4 separate regions of the Sus scrofa genome follow, and all the other regions are linked to region 1. A link is a contact called in public Hi-C data. All regions are on one chromosome and are shown on one strand. Each heading gives the region's core, a stretch centred on a gene start, on an enhancer-like site or on the middle of the called end of the contact. The rest is flanking DNA. Distances are from core to core; before and after follow the strand shown. Region 1 overlaps RBPJ (recombining binding protein suppressor of hairless). Region 2 holds the start of STIM2 (stromal interaction molecule 2). Region 3 holds the start of SMIM20 (small integral membrane protein 20). Region 4 has its middle 51 kb from the start of SMIM20.

Region 1 (3,232 bases), core at 307-2,806:
AAAAATTTTCTCATACTCAAACCAAAAGTTAAATGATTTGAAAAAGTATGCTGGAAACTATGGAGAAAATAAATACTTCAGTGGTTGCCAGGGGTAAGGGAGGAGGATGCCACGGACAGGACAGGCAGAGCCCAGAGGCTTTTTTAAGGGCAATGAAAGTACTCTGTATTCTACAATGGTAGATACATTTGGAGATACAGTATACATTTGCCTAAACCCACAGAATGTACCCCAAGAGTGAACCCTAACGTAAACTATGGACTTAAGGAGATGATAATGTGTCAATATATCATTTATAACTCTGTTTGGGACAGGTTAAGGATCCGGCATTGCTGCAGCTGCAGTGTAGGTAGCAAGTGAGGCTCAGATCAGATCGCTGGCCTGGGAACTTCACAGGCCAAAAAAAAAAAAAGGTGTTTATAATAATAAAGAAAAAATCCATTAACACTGGTTCTCTATTTTATAAGGCAACTAATACTACAGTTATATAACACAATCTTTACCACACTAATAAAAAATAACAGGGTTTCATAAAGTGACAAACATTTTTCCTGGTTATATAAACTTTTTATGAGAAACTCTTCTTATTCACTTACCACTCTATCATCTAGTTAACAAATTCACAAAAAAATTAGCTCTAAGGCTAAGTTAAAAATATTGAATACAGAAAAGCATGTGGAGAGTCCCCGTTGTGGCTCAGTGGTTAATGAATCTGACTAGGAGGTTTCAGGTTCGATCCCTGGCCTTGCTCAGTGGGTTAAGGATCTGGCGTTGCCATGAGCTGTGGTGTGGGTTGCAGACACGGCTCGGCTCAGATCCCGCGTTGCTGTGGCTCTAGTGCAGGCTGGCGGCTACAGCTCCGATTGGACCCCTAGCCTGGGAACCTCCATATGCTGCGGGAGCAGCCCTACAAAAGGCAAAAAGACAAAAAACAAACAAACAAACAAAAAAAGAAAAGAAAGTGGGAGGGTGATTTTAAAGGGTAAACTTGGTTTTCTAGTGTACTTCATCTCACATCCAACCAGTGCAGCATTTCACTGGAAGGCTTCTGCAACTCAGGATACCTGAGAAGCAGTGGTTTCCATCTTTTTGTTAAGGTAAAATAGTTCAAATATTCCCAAAACTGCCATGATCTTACCAATCTGACTGAAACGCTGTCATGCTTATCACTCTGCATTGTCCCAACACAACAAACCTACAAATATTTATACAGATAAGTAATTACTACCAATTATACAAACCAAGCCAGAGTGCCTCCAATGGTTGCTTTCCCCAGCACTAAGTTATGTTCAGGAAATGCCTTACCCTTTTCACACCATTAGGATATCATTTCACTCCCTGAAGCAGAAGCAGGCCTAATGAGGCATCAGCAACATCACAATGCTGTGCCAGGCCTAAGGGGCATCCAGAACTCTGGGCAGGATGTCTGAGAGATGGTAGCAGCTGGGCACTCAACATTCCTACATCACTATGGCTGTCCCGGCAGAGAAGAGAGCAATAAGAAGCAGATCCCAAAAAGTTGGGGGTGACTCAATGACAACATCCGTGGTCAAGCAGTAATTTACCAAATATGTCTGCTCAAAATGCCAAGGCACATATTTCAAGGGCTGTGGTCCTCTGCACTAAATACACCGCTGCCTTCCTAAAACATGACCCACAAACCACAGGTTGCAATATAAAAAAGCCCATCTTGAACCCTGCCTGTGAAAGGTTACCAGGAGAAACTGATTATTACAATTAAAGTATTTGTATAGAGGGTTTTATTACTTACAAATCGCTTATGTATACATTGTTTCATTTTGACCTTTATCATTTCACATATTTCACCTTACTTGATTGATAATCACAGTGTGCCTGTCAGATAAACACAACAAAAGCAGCATTCTTACTTTACAGAAAAAGAACCTAAAACTTGGAAAAATTGTCTGTAAGTAATCTGTCCGCAAAACCTGAGTGTTCCGGAAGATTATATAGCAATGGTGTGATCCCCCCAAAAAGCAGTTTATAGTGTTGTAAGATTTAACGTACGTCCTTTTGCACTTAATAAGTATTTGAAACATTTAAAAATAATGGAAACTTTTGAAAAACAATGAATAGTCAACTATACAAAAACCAAAATGCAATATTTAAGCTTGTCGGTTTGTACAAACAATACAGTATTTTCTAATAATCCAAAAACATCTTTTATCTAAGAGTTTTACTACAATGTTCTCGGGGCTAGAGACTGCCTATAGCCGAAAATATCAATTCCTTTGTGTACTTCAGCAATAGATTCCCTATTTATATAATCAACATATGTACACATCAAATTCGGCTCATACGAATCATGTTTGCATCAAAGTTTCAAAGGATTCCGAGTCCTTTGTTCAAAAAACCTTTTACTGAGTCCTTATCATGTTCTAGACACTCTTTAGAGTATAAGAAAATACAAATAATTTTTTTAATGTTACCTGTCATAAGGTAACCAATTGCCTTTTGTTACGACTCAGTATGACACTTCCAAGTGAGGTGTCCTTTTAGGACACAAGGGAGGGGCGCTGAATCCAGCCTGGTGGATCTGGTCAGAATATCCTCAGATGGATATCTTGAAATAATAACCTACTAACACCAGCATGCTTCAAGCACAGGAATACCTTAAACTGCTGAGCCCAAGCAAGGAACTTCCAAGTTCTTAAATAGAGCTGAAGAATAGAGCTGAAGAATTGAATATGAAATGAGAGAAAGGCAAACAGTTCAGCTGGGGAAAAGGTAAATGAAATAGTTATAGAGGACCCCATATGCCATGCCAGCTAACATTTTTTGAGTACTTGGTATGTGCCAGACATCCCAAAATGTTTTCTTGCTTGTAATCCTCACAATAACCCACAGAACTAAGGAAAATTACCTTGCAAATGAAGGAGGAGCTAAGGAGACATTAGCTCGTTTGTCAGTCTTACAGAGGTTTTAACTGGCAGAGATAGAACTGGAACCCAGTTCAGATTAAATCCCAAAAGTGAGCTCATAAACTCTCCATTCTGCTGCCTCTCTTAATGAAGGCTGCTAGGGGGAGCCATTGAAAGGTTTTTAAACTAAAGAGTGAAGTGATCAGATTTGCTCTTTGGAAAGACTAAGTGGAAACTGGATAAAGGGGTGTCTAGAAGCAGAAAGACAAAGCTGCCAACATCTGTAGTAATCCAGGTGAGAGCATGATTGTGGCAGTGAGGATGGAGACAGATTCAAGAGATTTTTCACG
Region 2 (3,232 bases), core at 328-2,827, 390 kb before region 1:
ACCCATTTCAAGATCCTTACATTACTTAAACCACAACCTACCAACTGTACAGGACAAGGGAAAGCTTTAAAAGGATTCAGTCGGCTACCTAACTTTACCACACGTGTTCGCAAGTTTTCAATAATTTCAAGAATGTTCCATATTTTTTAAAAGGTGCTGATGCAGTGTATCAGAACTGTGCTGCTCGAATACAAGCACTGAACATTCTGCACCAAGTAAATTGTAGGTATACTCCTGGTTACCTGCTGAGCTTTCTGCACCCTTTGTCACCCGGTGATGCTCCCACTAGCAAATACTATCCATCACTGAAAAAGTCTTCCTCTCACCTCTCAAAAAATACACATTAGACTTAGAGGTTTCTGCATACTAATTAGGGACCACTAATACTGCTAGGTATTATGGCTCTCAAAGAATCCTCTCTAGCAGACTCCCCTGGGATACTGTGCTCAGTGGGGCTCTGAACCGGTGAGACTCGCTGCCAGCTGCCTTTGCAAAAGCAACACCAGAGGCAGACTCAATACCGCATTGCTGCTGCTGCTGACTTTTTCAAGCAGTCTCCAAAAGAAAAACAAAACAACAACAAAAAACACACAGCCCAGTACCCTGCTCTGCAGACCCTGCTGGCTCTTCTGCGGCACGGAAGAGAAACCACCGCATTGCTCAGCGTGGAACACCGAGGAGCAGACCTAAGTGGGTGCCTTCGAGAGGCTCTGCCGAGGGCGGGGAGTCAGTGGGGGAAGAGGGAAGGCGTCCGGAGTGCAGGGGATCGCGACGAAGCAGCGGCCAGGACGCCAGCGTCTGGGCACCCGGCTGGGCATCGCTTACTGGCCAGGGCCGTCGAATAACAGGCACCTGGCAGAGGCGCTGGCCGCTCCCGGAGACGGGGGGTCCCGCAGCGTCCTGCCGAGCCCCACCCGCCACCCTCTGGGCCCTCACCTGTCATGAGCGCCGGGCTGTCGCCCGCCGCCGCGGCGGGAGAGGAGGCGGCCGCCCCGGCAGAGCCAGCCGCCCGCCGCCGGCGAAGGTGCCTGGGCACCAGCTCGCATCCGTCCGCCGCGCCGGCCACCAGCAGCCCGAGCACCAGCAGCGCAGCCCAGCGCCGCCGCAGCAGCAGCAGCAGCAGCCAGCTCGAGGCCGGGCCGGGCGTCGTGGCGGGATGAGGACGCGGAGGAGGAGCGGGGGGAAAGCGCGGCGGCGCCCCGGCCACGGGCCACTCCGCTCCGCGAGGTGCCGCCGCCGCCGTCGCCTGCGACTCCTCGGGCCGCCCCCGCCGCCTAAGACGCCAGCTCCCGCAGGGCGCCAGCCTGGTCCCGTCCGCACCGGCGGCCTCCAGATCTTGGGTCCCAGCTACGTTCATTGGTTCCGGTTATTTTTAAAAAAAAAAAAAAAGGGGGGGGGGTGAGGATCAAAAAGGTACGGCGTCTTCAGGCCGCGCGCGGCACCCCCGCTGCTGCGGCAGCGAGACCGGGATCCGCTGCTCTGGCGCCTCGGAACACCAGTCCCAGCGCCCGCGCCGCCGCCGCCGCCACAGCCGCCGCCGCCGCGGCGCATCCCCCCGCCCCCTCCGGCCCGCGCCCGTCGTAGTACCACGCTCGGCCCGGACACCTCCTCCCCTCACACATTCGCTCGCATACCAATCCCCCGCCTCCTTCAGCCCCTCCACAGCGCAGGCGCAGCGCCGCTGCACTGGGCCTGCGCGACGCCCGAGCCCCGCCCCCGGGGGCGTTCCGGGGAGGACTCGAGAGCCGCGGGGTTGTTTCTAAGGGTTTCGCTAAACAGAAGGAAGGGGATGGGGGGGAAGATGAGCATACCCCCTCCCGGACCCATGCCCCCACTGCGACAGAGGCGGCGGGGAGGGCAAGCGGGAACGAAGTGGGCGGAGAGAAGCATAAGAACATCCGAAATCCTTTGGGCAAGTTTTAGCCATGCAGACGGCAGCAAAAATAATTGCATGGATCCGAAAACCTTGTAATCGGAAACGTTGGCGTCTCCAGAATTTCGGTATAGGTGGGGCTTAAAAGAGGCTAGCAATGTGGAAACGGAGGTTAGCAGAGCGAGCGTTTTATTTACTTGTCCAATACTTAAAACTCCTGCTACGTGTCAGTATTCCAGGCGAGGTCCTAAGCGTTTTACAAATTTACACGTTGTAATTCTAAAAGTTAGGTGGTGGTTTCGTTGTTTTCATCCCCATTTTACAAGGAATGGAAACTAAGGCCGAGAAATGTTGTTACCCCAGTTTCCGCAGCTAACAAATGGGAGACACGGTCAGATTCGCACCACTGAACAGGATTTGCTCTAGCCTCTGACTCTCCTATGGTCAAACCTTACCTGAACTCATCACCTCCCTAACCGCATCCCACCCCTTGGAGTCTGCTGTCAGCTGAATAGGTTGACAGAAAAATGGTGTTTCAGACTTCACCTGGCGACACACACACACACACACACACACACACACACATTCTCTCTCCAGGGATACAAACTTAGGATGTGCATATAAGGGATTTCCCGTTGTGGCTCAGTGGTAATGAACCCCACTAGTATCCATGAGATTGTGGGTTCAATCACTGGCCTCAATCAGTGGGTTAAGGATCCAGTGATGCCAGGAACCTGCGGTGTGGGTCGCAGACACCTGCCCCCTGGATTGGGTATTTCTGTGGCTGTGGCATTTCTCAGTGCTCCAACACAATTGACCCCTAGCCTGGGAACTTCCATATGCTGTGAGTGTTGTTCTTAAAAAAATTTTTTGCATATAGGGTTCTTAAGCACAAAGGTCCTTAAGAACCCTATACCATACCCGTTTGGTACTGGGTTTCTGTTGTTGGATTTGGGTTTTGGCTTGCTTGTTCTCAAGCCAAGAAGATACACAAATTACACAATTTCCCAAAGAACTTCCTAGGAAGCCTGGCCACCATAACCATGAGTATCACCAACTGTGGAAAGGCAGATGCACACTTGAGAAAAGAATTAAGAATTTGTTTGAAGCTTATCAATCTATCAACAATGACTTCTTCATAGACCTGGTGTTAAGGTGGCAATTCTTTACAAGGCAACAGGAAATAGGTGTTTCCCCTGGTGAAAAACACAGAAATCAAGTCACATATTTGCTGAATGTCCTCCAAAAGGAGATAATTCTGCTAAAGAGGCAGGAAGACATAAAGAAGTAACAGGCTTGTTTCCTGCTCTCCAGAAGGCAATATTTCATTCATTCGCTATTAACTAAGTCCCCAGCACA
Region 3 (3,232 bases), core at 325-2,824, 370 kb after region 1:
AAAGTAGATTCCCTTGTCCCAGCTTCAACTCTAGGGGCTATAATACAATAGCCCGGGGCAAGGACCAAGTAAGAAGGGATAAAACAGAGAGATAACGCAGGGCTTCCAAGGTCCCATGTTTACCCCCACGCGTGGTCACGCGTGGTCACGCGTGGTCACGCGTGGTCACGCGTGGTCACGTAGATAGATAGGCTGGAAGGCAGGGTGCAGAGGCCATTTCAATCTTGACTGATGAAAAGAAGCTACAAGAAATTTGAGTGTGTACTTAAACCGCTCTGCCTCAGAAACCAGATGTTGTAGCATTTGTAATGGTCAGAGCATTTATACAGCACTTTTGCCTTCAAATCACCAAGCTCACAGCCTCCACTGATATTCTCAAGGGGCAAGGTTGGCCCTTTTCCATCTTCTAGATGATTCAGGTTTCCTGGAGAACAAAATGAGCCTCTAATGCCTAATATTTTCTCTCTGACAGATGGTTTCAGATGTATCAAAGTGCTAATCCTTGCTGAGGTATAGGTCTCAAGGAAGGGGAGTGTGGCTTTTAGAATGATAGGACTGGAATGATTAAGGAAGAAAATTACTCCCAGGATATTCACCATTGTCATGTGAGTAACCAGCTTAAAATGAAGGAAGATAGCAGAATCTGAAGGAAGATTTGAGGAGAAAGAAGAGGAAAAACCCAAAACCTCAGGTTAACAGTTTAGCTCTGAGACATTTCTGATCAAAGACATCTTTGGGAGCGGAAATGAAGTGCAATAAACACATCTGCAAGTTCAGGACAATTAGGGCCCACCTCCCTCCCCCAATATCACCTTCCCAGCTTCAGTACAAGGAAGAAATTCTGGAGACAGAGGCCTGGGTTGGAATACGTGTCTTGCCGCTAACAGCTGTGTGACTTTGGGCATGTTACACAACCTGAGTCTCAGTTTCCCCGTCTGTAAGACAGCAACATGTACCTCAAAAAAAGGTGTAAATTAAAAGATCCTATGTGCATTAACGAGACATAGAAGCCTGCAGTGAATGTTAGCTATGAATATTAACTCGTATTTAGTGTTGACCTACGACGTGCAGACTGCCTTTGAGTCTCAGCAGAGGCTAGACGGTTTTATTTTAAGATACTACAGAAACACATAACTACTGATGAAGATAGTGAGGGCCCAAGAGGTGGAGTCACTTGTCCACGGTCACAAAGCTGCACACAAAGGATTCGAACCCAGGTCTCCCTGACTCGCGAGCCAAGCTCTGCCCAAGGCCCCACGTGGAGAGGATGGGGAAAGAGAGGGAGTCACTGGGACCAGGGCACCGCGTGGTGGTCAGAGGTCACTCACGGTACTCCTCCAGCCGCATTAGGGGCCGGAAGTAGATGGGGTAGAAGGCGGCGCCGATCAGGGTGATGAAGCCACCAAAAATGAGCGCGGTGCGCAGATTCGTGGACATGGCTCTGAACCGGGCCTTCGCTGACCCGCTGAGGACACCGAGCTCTCGCAATCCTGGCTCCTGCCCGCTGGGTCGTGACCCGGCTGGGAAGTGGAGAAACGGCTTTTGCTTCCGGGCCTTGTGGGCGGGGCTAGGAGGCGGAACAGGGGCGGGAAGAGGTTGGGTCAAGGGTGGCACCGAAGGCGGGGCTTAGGACTGGGTGGGGCTAGGGCAGGGGGTGGGGCTGGGGCGGGGGTGGGACTAGGGGAGGAAGGGGCGAGGCGTGTAACCCCACGCACCGCCTCCGGGCGGTGCCTGGCAGCGCCTGGCTGCCTGGCTCCGGAGGGCGAGCGCCAGCTGGGAGAATGGAGAGTGGAGCTTTTATTGCTCTTGATCTCAGTTCCGCCCCCTGCCCTAAACCGGGTTCACCTCTCAGCCGCTCCACCCACACTCTTCTGACCTCGTTACCACTCCCTCCTTTACCAACCAAACTTCCTTCTTCCACCACTGGTTTGATTTTCATGACTCCACCAAGAGGTGGATGCTCTCTAGGGCTCATTGATTTAATCCACATATCTTTTACAGATGAGGAAATCCTGTCTTGGCTGCATGATTTAAACAAGTTGCTTGGCCTTAAGGGCGGTTTGAGGGGATTAGAGACAAATGCAAATCGCCTGACCCTGGATGGCCAGCAGGGGCTTCTGAACCAAGGCTAGCTTGGGAGGAATATTATTGCAACATCCAAACTACAAGTAAATCTTTTCTGACTCTGATCTTCCATGCTCTCCTCTCTCCCTCTTCCCTTTGTTGGATGTCAGGATTACGAATGAGGATGGGGAATAGAGATCCGTGCAGGGCAGGGAGCCAGCAGCCAGTTCTACTAATGGGACCTTGGGGCTCTGCCTTGTTGCCTGGGGTGGAAGCCACTGAGGACAGATCTGCTTCCTCTTCCTGTGATTGCCATCCTTCATGTTTCTGGGGGGGGGCTGTGTCAGTATATGACCCACCCAGCGGTACTGGACAGCTGAGACTAAGATTCCCTGGGCTTTCACTCAATCGTTTTTAAATAAGAATGATACCAGCAGCTGGGGGCTGGGGAACAAATCTTGACCCCAGCATCATTATTTAGTGCAGAAAAGATTTACGATCTTTCGGAAATGGTGTGGAGGTCACAGGTTTCCTCTTTTCTTTGTAGTTTTGTAGTTGAGTCAAGCTACTATGTACCTCTGTGGTTCCAGAAGCATATAAATCAGGTATTCAATCTGTCAGCAGATTTATGGACTGTCCGCTGTGCCCCAAACATCAGGCAAAGTGCCACGGGGGACACAAAGATGAATAAGACATGACCCTTGCTCTCCAGGATCCTGTCATGTGGATGGAGGGACAGGACATATACATAAAAAGACAGCTAATGACCCGACACAGCCTGTTGCTGATGAGTGATGGAGTCTTGGGGGCTGCAGAAGTTCAGAGGAGGAAGACAGATGACTGTAGGTGAGATAACTGCTCCTCGGGTGCTTACAGGAGCTTGTTAGGGTGAGGATAGAAGACTTTATAGCAAAGAGGGAAGCTGCGATGCCTGCTTTATATCATGTGATGTAAAAACTCAGGTATACTGCACATTTGTCATTTTAGCCTCCCAGCATCCACTTCTTTTTCTATTAATAATACCCCAACTATCTTTTGGCAAACCACTCCTCTCCCATTCTCAATCTGTGAAGAAAACTGGGGTTCCCATGCACCCTATTTTTACTCTCTCCCAGCTCTCAGGGTTAAGCATTTAACCAAGCCTGACCAAGCTCCCCCACTCATCACG
Region 4 (3,232 bases), core at 204-2,703, 320 kb after region 1:
TAAGCTGCTTGACCTCTCGGGCCCCGTTTCCTCATCTGTAAGGTGGAGGGAGTAACAGAAGCTGTCTCACAGAGTCCAGGTGAGGTTTACACAGGGAGCAGAGTCTGCACCCAGGAAACGCTGCCTAAGGGCCCCTAGGAGGGTCTTCACCGACTGAGCTTTGCGTGATGTTGTAGGTTGAATCGTGTCCCTACCAAAGATGGGCTGAAAGACTCAGTTCTGGTACCTGCAAATGTGACTATATTTGGAAATAGGGTCTTGGCAGGTGTTAAGATCAACTTGAGATGGGGGGTGGACCTACCTAATCCCAGACGACCGATGTCCACGTAAAAAGAGGAGACAACAGCAGAAGTTGGCAAAACCCTGTAAATCAACTATACCTTCGTAAAAAATTTAAAAGTTTAAAAAAAAAGAGGAGGGAGTTCCCACTGTGGCTCAGTGGAAACAAACCCAACTAGTATCCGTGAGGCTGCAGGTTCTATCCCTGACCTCACTCAGAGGGTTAAGGATCAGGTATTGCCGTGAGCTGTGGTATAGGTGGCAGATGCAGCTCAGATCCCCTGTGGCTGTGGCTGTGGCGTAGGCTGGCAGCCGTAGCTCTGCTTCGACCCCTAGCCTGGGAACTTCCATGTGCCCTGGGTGCAGCCCTAAAAAGACAAAAAAAAAAAAAAAAAGGATACAGACATACAGACAGAGACTAACAGCATGAACCCCATGTGAAGCGACATGTCTACAAGCCAGGGGACACCAAGGATTGCCATCAGAAGCTAAAAGGAAGACATGGAACCCATTCTCCCCTGGAACCTTCAGAGAGAGCATGGCCTTGCTGACACCTTGATTCTGGATTTGAGCCTCCAGAACTTGTGAGAAATAACATTTCGTTATTTTAAGTCACCAAGCTGGCGGTACTTTGTGAGAGCAGCCACGGGAAACTAACACCAGTGACCCAATAGGTCTTTGGAAGAGCTGAGTATCTAGATGGGAACCAGATCTGGGTCCTGGTACTTGTTTTCTAGGAGCCGAACCTTAGGGATTTGCTGGTACCTGCATCCAGATGATGGAATCCCTGGGAGCTGGTTTAGAAGCAGAGAGAGAAAAGTGGAGGAAGCGGAAGTTTCATCCGACACCCGAGCCCATTCAACCCAGGCCTTGGGCTGCGAGGACAGGGGACAGGGGCTGCCACAGAGAGCCTGGCTCAGACAAAGTGAGAGTTCTCCAGCGTTTTTGGACCTCCTGCCTGCGCTCACGAGGCCCTCTGTTTAAATGAGGATGAAATCGGAAGCACGGGTCTTCACCAGCGGTTACCGGAAACCCAGATTGTAAAATACGAAGGAGAAAGAATCAGAACGATCTGGCCGGGGTTTGGGCCAACATTCCAGAACTCTGATTCAAGATGGGGAACAGATCCCCGGGCCCTAGCGGTCTCCAAGCTCTCGGTAAAAATATCAACACAGGCTGAGATGAAATCACAGGGGCGGAGGCAGAGTCATTTCCCCCTGGAGATTTAGAGTTACAGTCCCGGGGGTGGGAGAGACCTTCCAAGTCAGTCCGTATTGTAGGGCTGTTGGAAGCAAGGGCTTGGGGGGCAGGCAGGTTTGGGTTCGTGTCTACCTCCTTGGCTCTGGGCAGTGACAACTCCAAGTTCGGGGACTCTGGGCTTCTCTCCTGAGAAATGAGGACCAGGGACCAACATCCTGGGCTCTAAAGATGCTGGTAAAGACCTTAGCACAGCGCCTCATGCGTCACAACGACTGAGAGAGCCCCAAGTCTTGCTATTAGGATTGTTGTTATTTAATCCAGCTCAGCAATGCCCAGATCCCTCTATGAAGGGCCCCCCTGCCTATTTTTATTTTTATTTTTATTTATGTATTTATGTATTTTTGCCTTTTTGCCTTTTCTAGGGCCACTTCCTGCGGCATCTGGAGGTTGCCAGGCTAGGGGTTGAATCGGAGCTGTAGCCACCAGCCTATGCCAGAGCCACAGCAACGCCAGATCCTAGCGAGCAACCTACACCGCAGCTCAATGCAACGCCAGATCCTTAATGCACTGAGCAAGGCCAGGGATCGAACCCGCAACTTCATGGTTCCTAGTCGGATTTGTTAACCGCTGCGCCACAGCCAGGAACACTGCCCCTGTCTATTTTTAAATGTCTCTAGCCCATGCCTCTCTGAATACCTCTGTTAGAACCTTCTTTCTACAGTAGGTAGTAACCTGTAAGGAAGATCTGCTTGGCTGAGCTGTGCTCCATGTTTACAGACAGGCAGTGCAGTCAGATGGTTAGAGACGCGGGCCCTGGGCCACCGTCTAATCCCATCTCTCCCTTTGAATTTGCCCTTGAGCAAATTACTCACCTGTCAGTTAACTCGGGGTCACAATGGTTCTCACCATGTCCTTCGTGGTTACATGATGGTTTTATATTCATTCAGTGCCTGGGCTTCCTTATCCGGGGGATGGTGAGAATGACGATGAGAAGGATCGAGCCTTCCTCCTGCAACTGTCCTAGATTCAACCGCATAGCGCACAGAAGGCACTTAGAAGGGAGGCTGACATACAGCAGGTCTCAATAATTAGCTGTTATTGATGTAACTTCCATCCCTCAGTTTAATCCTATCATGTCCCTCTTCCAGTTTGTTTTTAATCTTAATAAAGTACATGTCAATTAGCCTAGGGATGCATCAAACAACCAGTGTCAGGAGCACCCCTTGTGGTTCAGCAGGTTAAAGTCTGGACATTGTCTCTGGGAGGATACGGGTTTGATTCCTGGCCTCGCTAGCGGGGTTAAGGATCCTGTGTTGCTGCAAGCTGCAGCGGAGGTCGCAGATGCAGCTCAGATTCAGGGTGGCTGAGGCTGTGGCACAGGCTGCAGGTGCAGCTCGGATTCCACCCCCGGGTGGGAATGTCCATATGCCACAGGTGCAGCAGTAAGAAGAAAAGCAAAACAGGAGTTCCCATTTGGCTCAGCAGTAATGAACCTGACTAATATCCATGAGGTTGCGGGTTCAATCCCTGGCCTCGCTCAGTGGGTTAAGGATCCAACACTGTCTTGAGCAGTGGTGTAGGTCTCAGATATGGCTCAAATCCCACATTGCTGTGGCTGTGGCGCAGGCTGGCAACTGCAGTGCTGATTCAGCCCCTAGCCTGGGAACTTCCATATACTGCAAGTGTGGCCCTAACAAAAAAAAAGAATAAAAAAGGAAAAATGAAAAAAAACCAGTCTGAGCCCTGAAATCAC

The links. Hi-C and Micro-C count contacts between places; a contact is called where the count stands out from the background.
Region 2: a contact with region 1 is called in a Hi-C map of embryonic fibroblasts, with 2.5 times the contacts expected there. The contact joins the promoter of STIM2 here to the enhancer-like site in region 1. A contact is called at or near these places in 1 of 5 promoter capture datasets (liver) and 3 of 47 Hi-C or Micro-C datasets (embryonic fibroblasts, heart right ventricle and liver).
Region 3: a contact with region 1 is called in a Hi-C map of embryonic fibroblasts, with 2.3 times the contacts expected there. The contact joins the promoter of SMIM20 here to the enhancer-like site in region 1. A contact is called at or near these places in 7 of 47 Hi-C or Micro-C datasets (embryonic fibroblasts, heart right ventricle, liver and 1 more) and 2 of 2 datasets of contacts at active chromatin or transcription factors (alveolar macrophages and skeletal muscle).
Region 4: a Hi-C map of embryonic fibroblasts shows a contact between it and region 1, with 2.8 times the contacts expected there. The contact joins two enhancer-like sites. A contact is called at or near these places in 10 of 47 Hi-C or Micro-C datasets (alveolar macrophages, brain, embryonic fibroblasts and 5 more) and 2 of 2 datasets of contacts at active chromatin or transcription factors (alveolar macrophages and skeletal muscle).

The regions. Positions count from the first base shown.
Region 1 is chr8:20,067,390-20,070,621 of Sscrofa11.1, reverse strand. All of the region lies in intron 1 of RBPJ (recombining binding protein suppressor of hairless), which reads right to left. Among named protein-coding and RNA genes, the nearest start is that of CCKAR, 130 kb to the left of the region's middle. Within about 2 kb of position 1,556, at least 4 of the 83 cell types and tissues checked have an H3K27ac peak or open chromatin away from gene starts, as enhancers often do. A contact at or near this core is called in embryonic fibroblasts, where this site is marked.
Region 2 is chr8:20,454,688-20,457,919 of Sscrofa11.1, reverse strand. STIM2 (stromal interaction molecule 2) reads right to left here and starts at 1,577. Exons shown (of 15, transcript XM_003128897.6): 1 at 937-1,577. The coding sequence starts at 1,357.
Region 3 is chr8:19,699,364-19,702,595 of Sscrofa11.1, reverse strand. It overlaps SMIM20 (small integral membrane protein 20), which reads right to left and starts at 1,574. Exons shown (of 3, transcript XM_003356880.4): 1 at 1,329-1,574. The coding sequence starts at 1,437.
Region 4 is chr8:19,749,967-19,753,198 of Sscrofa11.1, reverse strand. No RefSeq gene overlaps it. Among named protein-coding and RNA genes, the nearest start is that of SMIM20, 51 kb to the right of the region's middle. Within about 2 kb of position 1,453, at least 18 of the 83 cell types and tissues checked have an H3K27ac peak or open chromatin away from gene starts, as enhancers often do. A contact at or near this core is called in embryonic fibroblasts, where this site is marked.